2 separate regions of the Mus musculus genome follow, and region 1 is linked to region 2. The links are chromatin contacts, called in public HiChIP or PLAC-seq maps. All regions are on one chromosome and are shown on one strand. The core of a region is the stretch at or near the end of the contact, and the rest is flanking DNA. Distances in the headings are between cores, read along the strand shown. Region 1 holds the start of Slc2a13 (solute carrier family 2 (facilitated glucose transporter), member 13). Region 2 overlaps Slc2a13 (solute carrier family 2 (facilitated glucose transporter), member 13).

Region 1 (4,214 bases), core at 348-2,847, 70 kb after region 2:
GAAACATTTTATAGCCTTGGAAAACTACCAGTGAGATTTAAGTCACAACTTCCCATTCTCCCTTTAAAGGTGCTTTCTAATAACACTGGGCACATCCCAAACAGCTTCCCTCTGCCAAGAGCACACCAAGAGTGCCTCCCCCGCTCAGCAAACAGGGTGACAAAAAAAAAAAAAAAAAAAAAAAAAAATCAATGCCCAGAGAACCTACATCTCTTCATTTCTAAAGTAAATTGCAAGTGTCTATCTTGCTGGGCATTTATCCACAGGAGTGGCTCCTAACTGAATCTAGGAAATGAACGTGACCTTTAATGGATAATTTGGTTCCCATATGGAAAAGGCAGAGAAGGCAAAACAAGAATGGTGAATGTTGGCCCAAAGTAAAAGTTCTAAGTCGGGTGGGAAAGGGAGACAGATTTCATCTAGAAAGGTGGAAAGGTTGAAAGTCAACCACAGAGCACAAAGCAAGGAGAGAAAATAGTGTTCTATTTAAAAATGATCCACTGCAGAGAAGATGGAACTGGAACGGAGCAGGGATTTTGGAGTTCAAAACTCCTTGACTCTACTAATTATTGCAGTTCGCAGTTCGTTTAAAGCTCGGTGGGCTTAGCATCCTAAAGGAGAACTGGCAGTGGGGAAATCACTCTCAGGGATGGCAGGGATGTGGAGACCCTCCTAAACTCAACAAGCGGCCTCAGGTTAGGCCGGATCGGGGAAAGCTGGGGTATCTTGAATTGCTCCAGACTGTCCGGCGCTGACTGACCCGCGGGCGACCGCAGATTCCACGTGGGAATCCGGGAGAAGGGAACGCATCCTCCACAGCCACCAGGGCGCTCGTGCCACCGAGCCCCCAAAGGACCGCGGAGCAGGGGAGAGCAAGGGGGTCAGTGGGGCTCGCGGGCGCGGCCACTCACCGATGCCGAGCCCCACGACCAGGCGGCCGGCCAGCAGCGTCTCCTTGTTGGCGGCGGCGGCCAGCACGGCGGAGCCCACGGTGCACAGGGCGCTGGCCAGCAGGATGGCGCTGCGCCGACCGAGGGCGCCGTTCAGGGCCCCTCCGGCCAGCGCCGCGACGGCGGCCGCGCCCACCGCGCCCGACACCAGCAGCTCCTGCCACATCGCGCCCAGGCGCATCTGGCGCCGCAGCAGCAGCATGGCCCCCGACACCACGCCGGTGTCGTAGCCGAACAGGAAGCCGCCGAGCGCCGAGAAGGCGGCGGCCGCGTACACGAAGGCCGGGGTCTCGTCGCGCTGGAACTGCCTGCGCGCCGCGCGCTCCAGCTCCGCGCCCTGCAGGCTGGCGGCCGACTCGGCGGCCAGGAGGCTGCGCTCCCCGCCTGGCGCCCCCGGCTCCGGCTGCCGGCGGCGCCTCTCGCCCATCAGGCTGCTCAGGCTGCGCAGCGTGTACTCCACGTCCTCGCTCGCCTTGCGGGACATGGGACAGGCGGACGCCGCCGAGGCGGCTGCGGGGAAGTTGCGTGTGGGGCGCCGCGCACTCTCTGCCAGCTGCTGAGCCGCTGCTCTTCTGCCACCCGAGCCACCCGCCTCGCAGCCTCTGCTAAGCTGGCGCTACGGAGCGGCCGGGGGCGGGGTCGTGCGTCACTTGCCCGCTTGGAGGGGAGGGGCGAATGGGACCCACCTCCCCCTGGTGGGCGGAGACAGAGAAGAACTCCTCCCCCTGGACGCTGCCACCTCCCTCTGTGGGCGGGGTTAAGCGGAGGTCCCCTGGAGACAAGAGCTCTTTGGAGTCAGGGTACCAGGACACAGGGAAGCTTGCCTTCTGGCTGCAGATGAGCTGCTTGCTATCCAGAGCACTCAAGCTCACAGCAGGCTAAGGATCAGGTGAAAGACTCCTTCTGCCCTCCTGCTTGCAATCCGAGGTGGCTGAGACTGCCTGACACTCACCTACTTCTGTCCTTTTGCAGTGAGTGTCCGTGTCCCTTGGCTCTCATGCAATTAGTTTGTTTTGGAGCAATTTGGGACCATGGTCACTGGTGTCTCTAGTTTCCTTTCTCCCTGCTACTCCGTCTTTAAATTCCGCCCTTCTAAAATGCATTTGCATCTTGACTTTCTGAGGGGAGAAAGAGAGACAGAGACAGAGACAGAGACAGACAGACAGAGAGACAAGAGACAGACAGACAGACAGACAGCAACTCTTCTCTCACGAGAAGGCTTCCTGTGGATTCCCAGAGGTAAAGCAACTTTAGCTGTGCGTATATACATCACCTTCTCACATAACTAGCTGATTCCAAGTGGAACAAGGAAACTCAAGAATGTGATCTGTTGTGTGATTGGCAATTACCACCTTTCTTGCCCAGCATGCGAGCCTAAAAAGATACCTTCTCCCTGACAATTCCTGCTGCTGCCCCATTGATTTGAAGAAGCGATTTTAGATGCCCCATTTGCCTGAAACAAAGTAATTTCAAATGGTTTGAGGATGGTTGTTTTAATTGCTAATTGCCAGTTGTTGGCTGGTTTGGAAACCTCCCGTTGATTTAAATATTCTGTAAATTATTTTATGTTGTTTCATTTCCGGAGATAGAGACTAATCAAGTGTCTTTCTGCTGCAGTCTCATTCTTCAGGCGTAGGACACCAGATTTAAATGAAAAAGAAATTTAAAACCCATGGTTTCCGTGAACAATTCCTGTCTTCATTTACTTCCCTTATTTGAACAAATGTTTCTTAGCACGAACCCTATTCATGCAGTTTAAGCTTGTTTCCTTCAGAGAAATTGTTTCTGTCATCCTATTACACTATGAAGTTATTAGACTTTCCCAACGTCCCTTTCACCTTGATTTTTAGTCACCAAAATATCTCACTTTCCAACCACATTTCTCCAAATGTGGGGGGGGGGCGGTTATCTCAGAGGAATAACTTTAAATGTATCGTGTAACTTTAAAGCAAGGTTTTGCCGTCTTCCCAAGGAGAAATTAAACACAGACTTATCTCTCAAATAATGAAACAATAACTTAGACTTCAGAAGATTCAGGCTTGAGTCTTTCCCAAGCCCATAGCAGCAAAACTGCACCCCCTGGTGGTCAGCTTGTTCACGTAGATTCTGCAGAGAACTCTTGTTGAGTTGAAACAAGCTGAACTTCAAATCCAGCTGACCTATTGAACACCGTGACTTCTACTCACTAGGAGCTCCAAATTCAACTTTGGGGTTCCAGAACACGGAACCAACTACTCCTTAAAATCGTCTACACCTCGTAATTTATATCCATGAGTTTAAGATGACCTCGGAAGGAAATGTGACATTGGTAACATAACCGCTAAGGAAATGTGACCTTGGTAACACAACCGCTCTTCCGGGTTCTTGGGAGGAGCCAAGTTCAGTTAGGCACACCACAACATTCTACTAACATGGAGTTCCTTGTAGCTTCTTCTCATTTAACTTCATGGCGAAATTGAAAGTCCGAGGGCTGAGACAAAGCAGAGTACACCTCCAACAGCGTTTCACAAAATGTTTGAAATCGCCAGATTACTATATGAACCACTTTGTCTTACTTACAAAGCCTCAGCAAGTGCTCATTGACTAGAGTTCGAAAAATCACTTTTAAATTATAGTTCATTGCTAATCGAGATAAAGTGTAGGCATCGCTATCGATTTGCTAAGCAAGTCCTGAATCCCAATGTTTAAGGACATTTATTTACGCAGTCCCAGAACACTAGGACCCCATCGTAGAAGAGGAAAAGAGAGTTTGGGGTGCGCTGCTACACATTCCGAACGCCAGGCTGAGACAATGGTGACTGATTCAGTGGCAATATGCTTGTTGTTGGGATGAAGATGTAACTAGAGAATGGTTGCCTAGCATCCATCAGGCTCCAAATCCAGTTTCTAATACCACACAAAGAAAATGAGGTCCTTTTGATCAGGGAGCACAATATTGTGCTTCTTGGATGTTTAACTACACAATTAAGGTATCCTTGTTGAAAAACAGTATGGCAATAAAGATAATGTTCTCAAAATAAATAAATTAAAAAAAAAATAAGAGTCCTTTCAAGGTGTGGTGGTTTGAGTGAGAATGGTCCTATAGGCTTCATATGCTTAAATACTCTGTCCTCCATTGGTGGAGCTGTTTGGGGAGAATTAGGTCATGTGGCCTTGTTGGAGGAGGTGTGTTACTGAGAATGAGCTTGGCTCTCTCTCTCTCTCTCTCTCTCTCTCTCTCTCTATATATATATATATATATATATATATATATATATATATGTC
Region 2 (4,547 bases), core at 625-3,124:
CTCTAGCATCCCCCTGTGTTAGTGCATCAAACCTCCACAGGACCAAGGGCCTCCCCTCCCATTGATGTCAGATAAGGTCATCCTCTGCTACATATGTATCTGGAGCCATAGATCCCTCCATGTTTACTCTTTGGTTGGTGGTTTAGTCTCTGGGAGCTCTGGTGGGGAAGTGTCCAGTTAGTTGATATTATTGCTCTTCCCATGGGATTGCAATTTGCTTCAGTGTCTTCAGTCCTTCCCCTAGCTCTTCCATTGGGGTCCCGGGCTCAGTCTGATGGTTGGCTGTGAGTATCTGCATCTGTATTGGTCAGGTGCTGATAGAAAAGCCATACCAGGTTCCTGTCAGCAAGCACTTCTTGACAACAGCAATAGTATCAGGGTTTGGTGTCTGCAGATGGGATGGATCCCTAGGTGGTGGGGTTTGGTGTCTGCAGATGGGATGGATCCCTAGGTGGTGTGGTCTCTGGATGGCCTTTCCTTCAGTCTCTGTTCTATTTTTTGTCCTTATCTTTCCTTTGGACAGGAATTTTTCTGGTTAAAAATTTTGAGATCCCTCAAATCGGGGCGGCGCCTATCTACTGGAGGTGATCTCTATAGGTTCTATCTTCCGTTCACTATGCATTTAGTCTAAAGTGATTCTTGTTGGGTCCTGGGAACCTCTCTTCCCTGGTGTCTCGGACTTTCTAGTGGCTAAGCCCAGTTCCTCATCCCCCACTGCTACATAAAGCTACACAAATCAATTGTTTAGTCTACTTTAATTATCACCACTGGTAACATACATTCTGACAGAAGGAAATGCATAGCTTTTTAGAAACCCCACTGCACATAGCTGCAATGCATAAACAGCAAGAACCGACTGAATCCTACTTCATCCCGTAGTTTTGTTATGTCCCCTAAGCCATGTATCTAAACCATGCTCAGCAGTTGTACTAGTGGCTGGTGATGGAACCTTCAATAGGCAGGGAAGTTCTGGAGGCTGCAGAACCTTATTCCCTGCAACAGGCAAATCCTAGAGACGTCCATGTCGTCAAAAGGGCTGCCTCTTGTCTGTGTGCTTCTCCACTCCCATGAGGTCAGCTTCTGTCTCTGCCATGTGCCACCACACGGTTCCCACCATCACTTTCTGCCCCGTTCCATCACCCCCCCACAAAAAAAGCAAAAGGTCAGGAAATGGTGAGCTGAGCTCTCCAAAACCATTTCTCCTTTTAAGTTAACTGTCTCAACCCCAACTGCAGACTGAGTAACATAGTTCAGGTCCGGGTACACTGACCACACGACCCACTGCTCAGGTTATCTATGTGCAAATTACTTATCTATGCCGTATCTATCCTCTAGCACTGCTAGGAGCCGTGTGTGACGAGCAAGTCCTAGTTAACTTGGCAGAGAGGAGGTTCAGCCTCTATTTCACCTCCTCGGGATGGCTGACCGTGTGAGCAGTCCCATACAGATCTGCTATATCTGTATATCCCCCCTCCCCACCAGTCTCCAGCGGGTAGAACTATCCAGTATCATTCTTTGGAAGAAAATTCTCCTTTTTGAAGCTCTGTATACTGGTAAAGCGGGAAGGATTGCTGTTATGCTGGTGAACAATTCAACCTAAGATTAAAAAAAGCAGGGCATCACAAGCTTAGCTAAAGTCTTCAGAGGATGTCAGTCTCCCAGATGTGCTGAAGTCAGGAACCAGATGAATGACAAGCAGCCCTAAGTGTGTGATACACTAAGGTAGGAGGCCCTGGGGACCAGGAGACTTCATTATTATAAGCTAAAGAAAGGGTTCTGAATCCTGTATTCACATGTGGGTCTCCCAGAGGGTGTTTTAAATACACCAGTGTCTAAGCCCCACCTTCCCTAGGGGTTGTGATTAATTGGTCTGGGCTCTGAGCCCAAAGGATTCTATTTCATTAAGAGCTCTCCGGGTGGTGCTAATATGCAGTTGAGGCCAAGAACCACAGATCCAAACATTTAAAACTCCCTGTGGTAACAATGAACAACAAACATCCAAAATTTCAAGGAAAAACCATTTGTCTTTTGAAGGTACAAAGAAGCAAGAGGCTAAGAAGGGAAAACAAGCCGACTCTAGAAGAAAAAAAGGGAGAACTAACAAGTTCTGAAACTCTTCAAAACATCCTGAGCATCACGGCAAGACATCGTCTAACATACATCAACCTTGACACGAAGAAGGTCACAGCGAGCAGTTCACCTGTCCCTACAACCTGTCCAGCAGAGACCGAAGGATACACACTCTCCGGGGCTGCAATCCTTTCAGATGTTGTCAGCCTAGGACAACATCTCCTCATTGCTCAGGGTAAGTTTACTTCTCAGTTCCCCAAAACTGATTTGCTGAGAAGCCCCAATCCTTCACTGCTGGGCCCCTGGATGCCCTAGAGTGGCTCAGCCGATTAGATATGCTACAGCCACTATTATATTACAGGCTCTCTCACACTACTTCTGCGAGTGCACATTCAGAATCTTCTGACAGGAGACGGTTTAAGGCACAGAGTTCTGCAGTCCGCAGCAACCACTGGCCTCTGCCAACTAGGCTGTGGGTTAATTATCACTTTACACAGTCTTTGTCGGTCCCAAATACATGGAAATCTAATTGAGTGTACAGGCTCAGGTGGTTCGCAGAACACTTAGAACAGCTATTAAGAGCTAACAAAGGACACCAGCTATGTGCCCAACACTGTTCAGAAAACCCTCCAACATGCAGAACACCTACCACCTTCACGACAACCCTAGGAGATGGATAGCATTATCAATCTCACTTTATTAATTAAGAAATGAAACACAAAGGAGATGCATACTTTGGAAGGAGTAAAAGATACCAATGATATCCAGCCAGTTTCGCCCCTATACATATTTACTATGAGCCAACCTATGGTAAATATCAGTAATTATCAAGTAATTAACTATGCTGAACTCATTAAAAAATTGCATTATTTCACCTTCACTTCATGGTTAAAACAATTCTGAAATTCTTTGGGAGAACATGGGGCTTACTCGTATCTATGCACCTAAAGCCATACAGCAAAATCATAAAGCAAAGAGAGGCTACAGCTCTGAATTTTCTTCAGCAGAGTGTGTATGTAGCATAGTCGCACCCATCGGGCTGGATAACTGCAAGCCAGCAGGAGCAGAACAGCTGGGAAGAAACAATATCACGTTATTCTAGCAATGGCCTACCTCGATTAAACTAGAAACTCCTGACAGTACTACCACAGGACAGGAAACACAGCCACCAGTTAAAAGAATCTTTGTTTCTTTGAGACAGGGTCTCACTCCAGAGCCTAAGCAGGCCTTGAATTTGCAATCTCCTGCTTCAGCTGCCAGAATTATTTCTCTTTCAATTACATAGGAAACAACGGAAATAACAATAGATCTTTTTTGAAAATATCACTGGAAGCAAAAGGATGTTTCACATGACAGACATGATAAATAAGAAATAGTCTTTATCTATGTTTTATTTTGCAACCTGAGCCTGACAAAATTCTCCCCCAGCCTTAACCCTTCAGAAGAAATTGCACACAGTTACACTCTGCATTCAAATCTAACTCTCTTCTCCTCTTCCACTCTTCTCTCTCATCCCCTCGAATGATGTGGAAAGAATGGGACTCCACAGTTCTATGCATTTTTAACTATAAGTCAAGGTGATATGGAAAGCCATCATAGCTAAAGACCTTCATTGCAACATATAGTTAAATTGATTTGTATGTAAATAGTTTCATAGCTTTTGAAGGACTCTCTTCTACTAAGGAAAGGAATCATCGTCCACTTGAAACAAAAGCATTCAAATGCCATAGCCACTTGGCCCATTACCCTACTGACCTTGAAAGCAGGAAGATTCAGTTCAAGCAACAACTCCATGTGTTTCCCAAACTCGGTTTGTCAAAACTACACTTCTCTTTACTGGGCACTAAGAAGTGTGCCAGAGGCAAGAGCACACCCAAGGAAGGCTTGAGCATAGGAAAATGAAAGTCATTTGGACAAAAGTTTCTAGTATATACTGCTGCTTCAGCACCTTAGGATATACTTCCTTAGGTTTAGCCAGGTAGGAGACCAGAGGCCAGCATGGCTTTGGTAGAAGAGGCCAGACTATATCTGAAGTTGGCAGTGGAATCTGGAATTGTCTGCATAGTACTGTATTGTATGGAAGTTAAAAGCATGACCCAGTTATACAAGATGGCTTGTGCCTTGTTTCCCTCAAGGTCAGGCCGTGTGTGGTAAGCTGGATTCCATACAAGGAGACTCTGAGAGGCCACTGAATGAAGCAGAGAAGGTAGAGTCTACATTGCAGTAGAGCCTTGGGCAACTGGAGATGCTAAAACAAGAGATACTCACAGAAGAAAGCTGCAGGCACAGAGCCTAGACAGCTCAAGGGAGTGGTCACATATGCCACAGGCCCCTAGCGGTGAAGTTACTGAGGGCAACTGGAACCCAGAAGGTCTACAACAATCCCCAGATACCAACATGGTGCTACATGCATGGCTAGACCCTCACCCTGCAGAGTTTGTCATTCCTAAGTCCCAACACTTCCCGTTCCGCCTTTT

The links. HiChIP or PLAC-seq counts read pairs in DNA pulled down with a chosen protein or histone mark.
Region 1: an H3K27ac HiChIP or PLAC-seq map of neural progenitor cells shows a contact between it and region 2, with 4 times the contacts expected there. The contact joins the promoter of Slc2a13 here to the enhancer-like site in region 2. A contact is called at or near these places in 4 of 39 promoter capture datasets (the 3T3-L1 cell line, hippocampal neurons and liver), 9 of 484 Hi-C or Micro-C datasets (the STO cell line, cerebellum, cerebral cortex and 6 more), 3 of 115 datasets of contacts at active chromatin or transcription factors (embryonic forebrain, neural progenitor cells and stem cell-derived neural progenitor cells) and 2 of 9 other capture datasets (adipose tissue and pancreatic islet).

Annotation. Positions count from the first base shown.
Region 1 is chr15:91,571,664-91,575,877 of GRCm38.p6, forward strand. Slc2a13 (solute carrier family 2 (facilitated glucose transporter), member 13) reads right to left here and starts at 1,598. Exons shown (of 10, transcript NM_001033633.3): 1 at 912-1,598. The coding sequence starts at 1,434.
Region 2 is chr15:91,501,002-91,505,548 of GRCm38.p6, forward strand. All of the region lies in intron 2 of Slc2a13 (solute carrier family 2 (facilitated glucose transporter), member 13), which reads right to left. Among named protein-coding and RNA genes, the nearest start is that of Slc2a13, 70 kb to the right of the region's middle. Within about 2 kb of position 1,875, at least 20 of the 459 cell types and tissues checked have an H3K27ac peak or open chromatin away from gene starts, as enhancers often do. A contact at or near this core is called in muscle stem cells, neural progenitor cells and pancreatic islet, where this site is marked.